3 separate regions of the Zea mays genome follow, and all the other regions are linked to region 3. A link is a contact called in public Hi-C data. All regions are on one chromosome and are shown on one strand. The core of a region is the stretch at or near the end of the contact, and the rest is flanking DNA. Distances in the headings are between cores, read along the strand shown.

Region 1 (3,768 bases), core at 334-2,833, 210 kb after region 3:
GGCGGCTGGGCGGGATCTGACTCAGGCATCTTCCACCTCCAGTTCGGCCTCCACCTCCACCAGTTCGCCTCTATCGTCCCTGTAGCAATGACGCGCGCGCCCTACACTGGCGCCGCGCCACCGCCCAAATCTACCCCTGCCATTACATATTCTCCAAACTATACAACTTCCTCAACCTAATTTCTTTTCTTTTCTTATTCATAGGCGAGGGCGGAGCGCCTCCCTGGCTAATGGGCAGCGACCACCTGAGCGGCAAGCGCTGTGTGCTGAGTGCTTCTCCTCTACTGTGAATAATTGTTCCCGAACGCCTGATTCTATTTCCCTATCTGCCACAACTCCATTGGATTGTTTTAAATGTTACTACCCTAAAGTGCGAAAAATTAAAAGTTCCATTGGATTGTTTTAAATGTTACTATTCCTAAAGTGCGAAAAATTAAAAGACGAGTAGTATATCGTTATATTTGTAAAGTGGCCCAGGGCGTTATTTTTACGGAGCTCCGCCACTGCATAAAAATGGTAATATAACTGCAAGTTGACATGAGTTTTTGTTTTGGCATATCTTAGTTGCACATAAATTTGCTAATCTGATGATACTAAGGAAATCTAATGCAGCAGCAATTGACTACAACATGATTAATCATAAAACAGTAACTTAATCAGATATGTCCTCAGGGGCGGGCCCCATTGCATGATTCAACGGTATTCAAATGAATACCCATTATTTTCAGCAAAAGAACTTCAATATATATACATAAATATAGTGTATATGCATGGAAAATAAAAACGAATCAAATAAATAAAGGAATCTATTAATTTGGACTAAAATATCTCGTTCCTACCTCTCATACCTAACTAATTCAATCGTTTGTCGTGGACCATGAAGCCCAACGGAGCGACAAAGCCCACCTCAGTACCTCACGACAAAAAAAATCCCCAAACCCTATTGTAGTCGCACCATGGCAGAACCACCAGATGCACCAACCACCAAGTCGTGGTCACATCTTGTAGCCCCACGTGCCATGGAGACACCAGCACCTCCGTTGAGACATTGTGGCTCCACGGTGCAGCAAGGTGCCTAGACTTGATCGACTAATTGTCATTGTGTTGCAACTGGCCTCGTTGTTGCGTCGTATGTCGTCCGTCGTCCGAGGCTTCAATCCATCGTAGTCAGGGCGTTACCGTATGCTAGGACAGACAACCAGGGGCAAGGTCTCATCGTGCCAATGTCCAAACCTACCTAGCTAGTGGTCACCCGACCTGACCTCCCCTACTTTACTGCTTGCAGTACTAGGCTGCATATGGAGCATTAGTGATTAGAAAATGCCAAAGAACACAAGTAGCCCGCTAACAAATGAGCAACCACCAACATATACATTTCGATTTAAAACTTTTAAAATAGTTGTATGAAATTTGAGTTTAGTAGACTAGTTATTGAATCAGTTATGACCATAGTGTGTGTTTAATCATATGCTATACATATATATAATTAAATATATATGTCGATATATATGTTTTAATCTTCTAAAAATCATCCTATAAAAAATTTTGAATACCCACCTCTAAATTCTAGGCCAGCCACTGTATGTCCTTGATTACATCAGCTTGCTAAAACATCCATGGAAAATAGGGGAAACAGTATTCACGACCATTCTAGTTCACACTCAATTCGGTCGTTTTCTGCATTAACGGAGTCAGGCCCAGGCCTAACCTCAGTTCATCCGAGCAGCCGAACACGCCCGCCGCCATTCTACGCCCTGCTGCCCAGGTCGGACGGACCCTTTGCCGGAGACGAGCACACGCCACAGCAGGTATGCCCGCCCTTCTTCTGTGCAAAACTGAGCACCCGAACCCAATTTAAGCTGTTCTGTATTCGGATCTGATCTAATCACTAGTGTAATCGTATGCATGTATTATGCCTACTAACTTCCCTTTTTGGCAAGGAATTATCGGGCGTAGAGCAGCGCGAAGCGAGAGATCCAATGGCGGCGGCGGAGGGGCAGTGGGTGCTCATGGCAACGGGGCGGACGCCGACTAACATTGCGGTGATCAAGTACTGGGGGAAGCGGGACGAGGCGCTCATCCTCCCCATCAACGACAGCATCAGCGTAACGCTCGACCCTGACCATCTCTCCGCCACCACCACTGTCGCCGTCAGCCCCTCATTCCCTTCCGACCGCATGTGGCTCAATGGCAAGGTGTGTCATCGCCAGTACCCCTTCTCTGCTCGCTAATTTGTCTCTACCGCTGCTTCGTCACCTCCGTGGTCTGTTCATTAGGGAGGGAAAAAACAGGTAAATGGATGGTCCATGACGGAGGAATCTCATCACTATTTAATTTTGAATAGCGAGGGGATTCCTGCCCCATGGATGCCCTCCATTTCCATGCCCACCAAATCAGCACTACATGCCTTTTGTTTTTTACGTGTCACTCTGGAATCTGGACGTTGACTAAGTGGCAGATAAAGAATTCTAGTATATAGGACTTTGATTTGGCGATAAATGGTATAAATTCGAAACGATGGTCCTCTTGATTACCTTGGTATTTGGTTTGGATGATTGAGCAGGAGATCTCGCTATTAGGAGGAAGGTTTCAGAGCTGCCTCAGAGAAATCAGAAAGCGTGCTCGTGACTTTGAGGACAAGGAGAAGGGCGTCAAGATCAAGAAAGAGGACTGGGACAAGTTGCATGTTCACATAGCCTCGTACAACAACTTCCCCACTGCTGCTGGTTTGGCCTCTTCGGCTGCTGGCCTTGCCTGTTTCGGTAAAGTTTCTTCTGCTATCATCATAATCTGATTGTTTCCCTATGTTCTCAATATAAGTTGTCATGACTTCTGGCTATCCTTACAATGATTTGACTGTTTGTTGGTCTGTTGTATTAGCAAAAACTACAACATGAAAATGTTTTAAAAGTTCACAGCAATTTTACTAGTGCTGTTGTCGTGTGGCCAATCTGATTCTTTTTACCAATTTGGAGCTCAAGTTGGAAATTGTGACTGCAGAGGCATCAAAACAACTTATTAGGAGCAGATGTAGTATTTTTCTAGTTTCTTTTTTTCATTTTGTCCTCCTGTGACTGACATTAAAATATGAAAAATATATTTAGGGACAGATAGAGATTGCGAATGTAAGTTTTCTCCCTTTATTTTCACTAAAAACATGGAAAATAGTACTATTCGAGTATTACTAACTTTTGGTCACTGGTATCTTTCACCATTACTATAAAAGCTACTCGGCATGCTTCTCTGGTAGAAAACAGCAGTTCCTTGGAAATTCATAAGTTCTATTCAAGGCCAAATAACGGTTCACGATTTCTTAGTTCTCCATAAAGATTTGTGATCATGTATCACCACATAAGCATTTGTTATTGAATGTTGCTGCAGTTTTCACCCTTGGAAAGCTGATGAATGTGAAAGAAGATTATGGAGAACTTTCTTCAATAGCAAGGTCTGTTCATGTTATGGTAAAATGATTTTGTTTTTATTCTTGAGATACTGCAAGGGCTGTACTAAGTTTGTCAATCTGTGCGCTAATAACTTGTGAGTCTTGCAAATCCATCCTTGTATTTTATCAACTTCATTCAGGCAGGGATCTGGGAGTGCATGCCGCAGTATATATGGTGGTTTTGTGAAATGGTGCATGGGAGAAGTGAGTATATGGTCATGACAGAGAAAAAAACCCTGTTTCAATGCATGTCTGGCCTGTTCAATAATGACTGAGTGAGGCCTGATTGTTTGCTTGCAGAAAGATGATGGAAGTGACAGTATTGC
Region 2 (3,993 bases), core at 979-3,478, 180 kb after region 3:
TCGGTCGGTCGGTGTGGCGATCTGGCCAAGGTTGCTTTTTAGCGAAGATAGGGCCTCGGGCGAGCCGAAGGTGTGTCCGTCGCTTGAGGGGGTCCTCGGGCGAGACGTGAATCTTCCGGGGTCGGCTGCCCTTGCCCGAGGCTGCGCTCGGGCGAGACGAGGTCGTGTCCCTTGAGTGGACCGAGCCTTGGCTTAATCGCACCCATCAGGCCTTTGCAGCTTTGTACTGATGGGGGTTACCAGCTGAGATTAGGAGTCTTGGGGTACCCCTAATTATGGTCCCCGACAAAATGATTTAGGAAATTGTTTTTTATATATAAATAATTCCAGAAACTCATTTAATTCATATAAAATTCATCTTAAGTCCAAATTAATCCATTCCAGTTCCTATTATTTTATAATATTATTGTTTATCAAATAGTGCCACTGTTTTGACATGAAAGCCACGTTAAAATTTATCTCTTAATTAATCTTGTATCAAACACATGAAACCTTTGGAAATTCATAACTTAAAATCCATAACTCCAAAATTAATGATTCCTATTCTTGTGATCTCATTTTAATATGTTTTTTGTATTCATGTTTGATGTGATGTTAATTTTTCCTATACCATGTTTGTCTATATTGCTACGTTTAGCAGTGAGGACACGTGTCACCTGAAGAGCAAGTTGGTACCTAGAATCTCAAGTCCCAGACAAGTTGTGCCCTTGATCACTTCTTTTTACCCAATCACGTTCTTATTAATCATAATGATCTGCATAGGTTAATTTTGATTGGACCCAATAGGTTACCCCAATTTGATTATCTTTTACCTTGTTTACCCCTGAATCATTTGGGTAGTTTTGCTATTGCTTTATATGGTTTTGGGATAATATTTCATTATATCCTTGTTCCAATTATCTTGTTATTTTATTTATGTTCATGTCAAGATCATTATGTTAATTGGAATATGGAGCGACCACCAGGGAAAACAGTGCTACCACAAGGGAGGAATGAGACCCCATGGCTAGCTAACTAGAAAAGCTAGTGAAGGACTACCTTACCCGAAAGGGGCAAGAGCAGTAGGGGAGTGGTCAGGGAGGTCCTTAGGTTGATTTTGCTGCGATGGTGGTCAGGCGAGGGATTCCTGTACTGGAGCTTCCTATAAAATATAGCGGGTTTTCTGAAGCTAGTGGAACTTTGTAAAGGCCTCGTAGTGGAACTCTGCCCCGCTTTCTTGGTAGAGGTGTATGGTATCCGATCAACCCGTGGCAAATGGGTAACCCAGGTGTTGTTATTACTTTTGTTCTACTATTTAATTTGGTTGATATTTACTTATACTTAGTAATTGCTAATAAAATTTTGACCAACTTTAAAAGCAACGCTCAGCTTCAACCATTCTCTTTGGTAAGCCTTACACTTCACGTGAATTCTCACCTTTAGTGAGTTCATGCACATTATTCCTCACAACTTGTTGAGCAATGAACTTATGTGAGCTCACTCTTGCTGTCTCACACCCTCCCCCACAGGTCAAGAACAGGTACCACAGGATGAGGCGCATGGAGGATGCTGTGATAAGTTCGTGAGAGGTTTAGGTCGTCGTCTCCCAGTCAACTTTGGGTTGTTGGATCGTTGTCTCCTTTTGATGCATTATTTATTTATTTTGTATAGAACTCCTATTATATAGTAAAGATGTGACATTCATTTCTGTACCACTATTTATCATATTTGTGAGACTTGGTCTCAGCATACCTGATGTTTATTTCGCGTCCGAGTTTTGGACCCCTAAAACCCGGATGCGACACTTCTATTCACCCCTCTATGCGATTTTTAGTGTGCTCACCCTTTCTGATAAACATTATTATGACTCCACTAGGTTAAAACCAATATTCCAGTATCCATTTGCAGTGTTCCATGAATTAGTAATTGCAAATTAGTTAGAAGAACGATTTTAAAAGAAGGAAAGATTGAAGAAAAACTATAAGGTCTTGTTCGTTTGTGTCGGATTGGTGGGTCGGAATGATTACTAACCGGATTGTTTCTCTAATTTATATAAACTTTGATTAGGTAAAACGATTTTGGGTGCATTCCGACGTAAACGAACAAGGTCTAAGGGTTTGTTCGTTTTGCTTCCGATTCATGTGGATTGGGTAGGATGCGGTGGATTTCAATTTAAAAAGTCGAAATCTTTTATAATTTTTTTCAATTCTATTTAATCCGCATGCCGAACAAGGTCTAAAAAAAATTGTTTGAAAAAGGAACGGCCCATGTTCAGGGAGAAGGCTCCGACTGGGCTAGGAGGCGCTAGGCTATCGCCGCGGCCGCCGTTCTCTCACCTGCTGCATCGCTGCTTCCGCCTCCGCCCTACAAGGCTACACCAGATGCCCAGATTTTCGTCCGGTTCTTCTCCGGCAACGAGCAGCCACCAGGCATGGCCACCCATTCTCTTCCCTTCATGTTGTGCGAAACGGAGCACCCAAAGGCTAACCTAGGCTATTTGGCTATTCGTAATGGGATCTGGTCTAATTGCAAGTGTATACCTGTACTATGCCTTCAAAAAAAATTACCGGGTGTACATACATCCTTGTCCTTTACTGGGCCGCCCCTGCACCCATGTCCTGTACCTGATCTGTTCCTGCTTGAGAGGAACCGTTCACACTTGTTCATTAGCATGAGATGGTTGATTATTAAGTTTCCTGGCTTCTTGAGAAACAGTTCATACTTGTAGTTTTAGCATTATTTCTCAGTACATTTCAGAAGGCAATATGCTTTGCAATTCTTTGTGCGATCAAAGTTGCTGGTCTTTACTTCGGTGTTAACCTTTTTAAGGCGAGTGATGCCCGACATATTTCTTCTGTTCTTTAGTATTTACTAATTTTTGCAACAAATCATATTTTATTTGTCAACATGTTATCCTTCCTCACGTGTTCATTTACGCCCTCCCATTTGAAAAAAAAGAAAATAGTATTGTGTTTGTTGTTTTATTGCCAGTCACCTCTATATCAACTAAAGCCATGTACCCTCGTTACTTTTATCACCATACATATACGGACCATCATTTGTCTACCATGAGCCTGACTCCATTTTAGAAATGAAAAAGAAGGATCGTTTCTGTTTTTTATGAGCCTGATATGGTGTAGCTGAGCATCATACTTTACACGAATTGATATGCGGTCCATGCACTGAGCCTTTTAGTATAAGTAGTCGCTGTATATATGTTTCCTTCCCTGTGTTTCTGCTACTCTATTAGTGATGAATATTTTTCTCAAACATCATAAAGTTATTGCCTTGTCACAGCAAGGTTAATTTTCTAAACTGCTTCAGATTTTGTTTACTTGATGTCTGTGTTACTTGATGGTTACATGACAGTGCTAGTTTTTACCATCTCCAGGTGTCTTGGTATTTGCAAACAGTGACAAAAGGTTCTGCTTCGCTGTAGAGTCATGTCTGCAAAGATACGCGTAGTGATGAAGTCTTTTATGAGCCAAAGCAACCAGGTCTCAGGGCTTATGCCATTCACAAAGAAGATTGGACTACCTGAATCACGAGCCCTGTACACCGTGTTGCGGTCACCTCATATCGATAAGAAGTCCAGGGAACAATTCTCGATGCATGTCAAGAAACAGTTTGTGGAACAGACAGCCAAACCACACGAACTTCACAGGAAGTTCTTCTGGTTAAAACGCCTGCGGATACCTGGGGCTCAGTATGAAATCCAAATTTCTTTCAAGACACGTCTCGATATGGCGAGCCTAAGGTCCCAAGCTCCTTGCTGACTCTCAGATCTTCCTTACCGTCCTGAATGTTTGAAGTGACTTGTATCCATCGACATTTCATATGTTATGAAGACATGCTTATTTTGATGGCTTTTGAAAAAAAATGTACCTGCTAAGTCTTCATTACCTTGACAGATCACTAGTCAAGAAAATGCAGCATGATATGACTTGATTCACAAAACTTTATGGTTGTACTGTTTCCGATGCAGTTTAAGCAGTCATCATGCTGAATCCCTTT
Region 3 (3,746 bases), core at 607-3,106:
CTTGCTCTCAACATTGCTAATCTTTTCCATAAAGCTTCCATCATCAGAAAACTTATTTAAGCTTGCTACCGCTGATGAGATAAGTGCCTGATCTTCAGAAGATATATTCTGTCTTCTCTTTTTCCATGGGACAGAATCAGGTTTTGGTTTTCTCATGGCATGGTGCTGAGAAGAAACATCCCGTAGATATTCACGTCTGCCACTGCTACCATCCAGCTGACCCTCTGGATTTCTTTTAACACGTTCTTCTGAGTTGTCAGCATTACCAGATTTTCTGCCTCTAATGGCATGCAAATGAGCATGTGAATGGGCAGCTCTTGATGCTGATACTGAAACAGCTAAGTCGCCTAATGAGCTCCATCTCTCTTCAACAACCTATAGAAATTGAATAGTCACAAAATTTAATGAGAAATAAAAAAATGAATTGGTTACTGAGAATAATTGCATACCTCCTCAAGTTTTCTTCCTTCGCGAGCAGCTTGCTCCTTTGCACGCTTCAAAGCTTTAAGTCTCCAGCTGGCACCTCCATCACCCACAACAGAGGATGCAAGCAACTGACTGCCAGCATTTGATGGGGTTGATTCTTCTGGGTATCCGGTTCCATTATCTTTAAGGTATGGGTTAAGTTCCTTTGGGTTCGGTCTCATAATCTATCAACAGTCAAGCAAAAGGCGGATTACTACAGCTTATCGACAAAAACAGTCAGGGCAATCACATGCAAGATGGTGCATTGTCATTACCTCTTCATGTGCAGATTCATCCTTCTCGACATTATCAACCTTACGAACACCGGTGCCCTCAGTTTGGCTGCTGCTTGCTGGCTTGAGCATCCATTCAAGCCCCATCTCCCTCCTGACCACCTCACTTGCCCTAAGCCCATCACCTTCAGTCTCTTCCTCCTCATCCTCGTCATCACGTCTCTGCTTCCCCCTGCGAGAGGCTGTAACAAATGGCAATACCTCATATGATCAGATAAAGATATCCAAGCTTATCAAAATTACAACAGAAGAACAAATGCTGACCAAATTTTGTACTAGTTTATTTACCTCTTCCCCGGTCAGATTCGCCGGATTCGGAATCATCGTCGTCAGAGAAGTTGCGTCGCCGCCTCCTGTCCTTCCCGCGACGCTTGCTCCGACTGACATCATCCTCCTCTTCCTCTCCGATTGAATCGTCGGTGTCTGACCCCAAAGAATCTTCCGACGAGTACCTCTTGCTCCGCCTCCGCTGCCGCCGGCTGCTTCGTCTCTTCTTCTCTTTCTTGTCCCGCCCTCTTTTACTGTGCTTCCACGGCCTCTTGCCGTCGGAGGAGTCGGAATCGGAGCCCTGGTCACCCCTACGCTTCTGATCAGACTGGATCTGGTCTCGCGGAACCAGCTTCACGCCAGACAGCATGTCGTCGAACCGAACCGTGCCTCCGAGGGTTTCGTTGGACTGAGAGAAAGGATCGTAGGAGAAAGAGAGAGAAGGGCAGGCCAGATTCGACCTCCTCAGAGATAGGGTAGGGTCAGACCGTCAGATACAAGAGCGAGGCGGAACGGCTGTAGGCTTGAGACAGCTCCTGAGGCCTGAAGGGGTGTTGCCTGTGAGCCTGTCGGCTGTCGCTGGGACCTGGGCCCTGCGGAAGTGCCGTGCCAAAGTGCCGCTGAGGGGAGCCGGCCGAGGAGCTGCCGCTCCGGGCGGCGCCGCGGCGAGGCGCCGGCGCCTGCAGGCCCGGTCGCCCGGAGACGGCGAGGGGCGAGCAGGAGGAAGCTGCTGGGAGAGGGCGCGAGGCCGAGGCAGAGGAGCGGAGCCGCGGAGGTGGCTGGGCGAGGCGGCGCTGGCCGGAGCACGTAGAAAGCTGGGCGTTGGCGAACTGTCGAACCCTTTACCAACGAGAAATTCCCCGTCGGGTTTTAGCTCCCCATCCCGTCCCCGTGACGAAAAAATTTCCTCGCGGGATCCCACGAACGTTTGCGGGAGACATTTCTTCCCCATCCCCATTACCCACGGAGATAAATCCCCATCGGGATCCCCGTACCCGCTTAAATTATAATTAGATCGTACTTCATTTGTTATTAATATAAAACATTGTCACTTATACACATTGTTAGATGTAAAAATTATTATGTGTATATTAAAATGAATGCATTTGTACAACTATTGATCTCTTGTCAAGATAATTTTTTATTTCTATTATTAACTATTATATAAAAACATCGTCATATGTAAGTTTAACGGGTCCCCGCGGGGAGGAATGCTTCCCCATCCCGTCCCCGTTTACCCGTCGGGGGAGAAATTTTCCCCATTTACATCCCCGTGGGGGAAGAAATTTCCTCATCCCCATCCCCTAAGGGCTTGTTCGGTTAGCTCTCAATCCATGTGGATTGAGTGGTATTGGATGGGTTTGAATCCCAAACAAGTTAAACTCCTTCTTAATTTTTTTTCAATCCCATTCAATCTATGTGTATTGGGAATAACTGAACAAGGCCTAATAGAGGAATTCCCCGCGGGGAATCGGGGATCGGGTCCCCATTGCCATCTCTAGTCGAACCTAGGGCATGTTGTTCAGCTTTTTTCTTTTTCTGACCATCTTTTCTAAAAATATATCTGTGAGGAGAATCTGGCTGTGGGAAGAATCTAAGTATCATTACGATTACGTGTGGAGGAAGATAAAATTATTCATAGGGCTCAGGATCTAGAAAGTGACAGATTCCTACTGTTACAACGACTCAACTGATTATGTGAAAGCTGAGCGTTTGGCAGTCCGCAGCAGCTTTTGATGGCCAGAAGCTGCCAGAAGCCAAAACAAACAGGGCCCTAGAGACGTCAACGGGGGACCGATACCACACAGAGGACATATCTGGTGCACATGGTGCACATATTAAATCATCACAACTCATTTTAGATCTAATATTTCTAGTTGATCATTCAATTTACAAATAACACCTTCCACCACTACACACCACCACGTTGGAGGGTGTCCTCAGCAAAATATACCAAATAACTAGAGACGTTAGATCTAAAATGAGTGGTGATAATTTAATATGTGCACCATGTGCACCAATCTTCTATGTGCATCAGATATGTTCTCTACCAGATAACCTGTGGGGAATTTTCCTATTAGGCCTATTAGAAAAAATTAAGAAGAGGTTTGACTTGTTTAGGATTTAAACACACCTAATCTCACTTAATTCACATGGATTGAAAGCTAACCGAACAAGCCCTTAGAGTATGGTTATAGAATAAAAATTGTCTACATGGGTATAGATATGGGACAAAATATTCACCCATTGAACGAGTATGGGTCTAGGAAGCAATAATCCAAACTCATGGTTATTTCATATGTGTATATCTGTCATGTTTGTATAAACTAGTCAGTTGCCCGTGCGTTGCGACGGCTTACAACAATACCCACGTAAACTATCCATCAAAAAAATTCAAGATTTTTTATTGATTGTCTCCGCTCTCTGTATAATATATTTTTTGATTTGGCTAACTGATGTTATTGTTTACTCCATGCAAATATGTTTTGTTACAACACGACCAATGAAGTGAGCGATTAGAAAAGAGTTCATAACGATTGACTGAATGAACAGAGATTATAAAATGACATAATTCCATCATACATAGACCAAATAAGAGAAAGTTTGTGAGATCAAGTTTCTAAAATAAGTCCCATGAAGTCAAACTTATAAAAAAGATAGATCAAAATATGGAGTGATTGCTAAAGTCAGGCATCAATAAAAATTGGATGTGCTCCATAT

What was found. Hi-C and Micro-C count contacts between places; a contact is called where the count stands out from the background.
Region 1: a contact with region 3 is called in a Hi-C map of ear, with 2.2 times the contacts expected there. The contact joins the promoter of LOC103643980 here to the promoter of LOC100384369 in region 3. A contact is called at or near these places in 3 of 25 Hi-C or Micro-C datasets (ear, leaf and tassel).
Region 2: a contact with region 3 is called in a Hi-C map of leaf mesophyll, with 3 times the contacts expected there. The contact joins the promoter of LOC100282480 here to the promoter of LOC100384369 in region 3. A contact is called at or near these places in 11 of 25 Hi-C or Micro-C datasets (ear, endosperm, leaf and 5 more) and 1 of 3 datasets of contacts at active chromatin or transcription factors (leaf).

The regions. Positions count from the first base shown.
Region 1 is chr1:281,119,540-281,123,307 of Zm-B73-REFERENCE-NAM-5.0, reverse strand. LOC103643980 (diphosphomevalonate decarboxylase MVD2, peroxisomal) reads left to right here and starts at 1,583. Exons shown (of 11, transcript XM_008667155.3): 1 at 1,583-1,808; 2 at 1,941-2,195; 3 at 2,564-2,762; 4 at 3,382-3,445; 5 at 3,583-3,646; 6 at 3,743-3,768. The coding sequence starts at 1,617.
Region 2 is chr1:281,155,504-281,159,496 of Zm-B73-REFERENCE-NAM-5.0, reverse strand. It overlaps LOC100282480 (Ribosomal protein S10p/S20e-like), which reads left to right and starts at 2,228. Exons shown (of 2, transcript NM_001155389.2): 1 at 2,228-2,408; 2 at 3,371-3,914. The coding sequence starts at 3,423. The coding sequence ends at 3,755.
Region 3 is chr1:281,331,320-281,335,065 of Zm-B73-REFERENCE-NAM-5.0, reverse strand. LOC100384369 (CwfJ-like family protein) reads right to left here and starts at 1,856. Exons shown (of 8, transcript NM_001357634.1): 1 at 1,047-1,856; 2 at 741-940; 3 at 450-650; 4 at 1-375. The coding sequence starts at 1,395.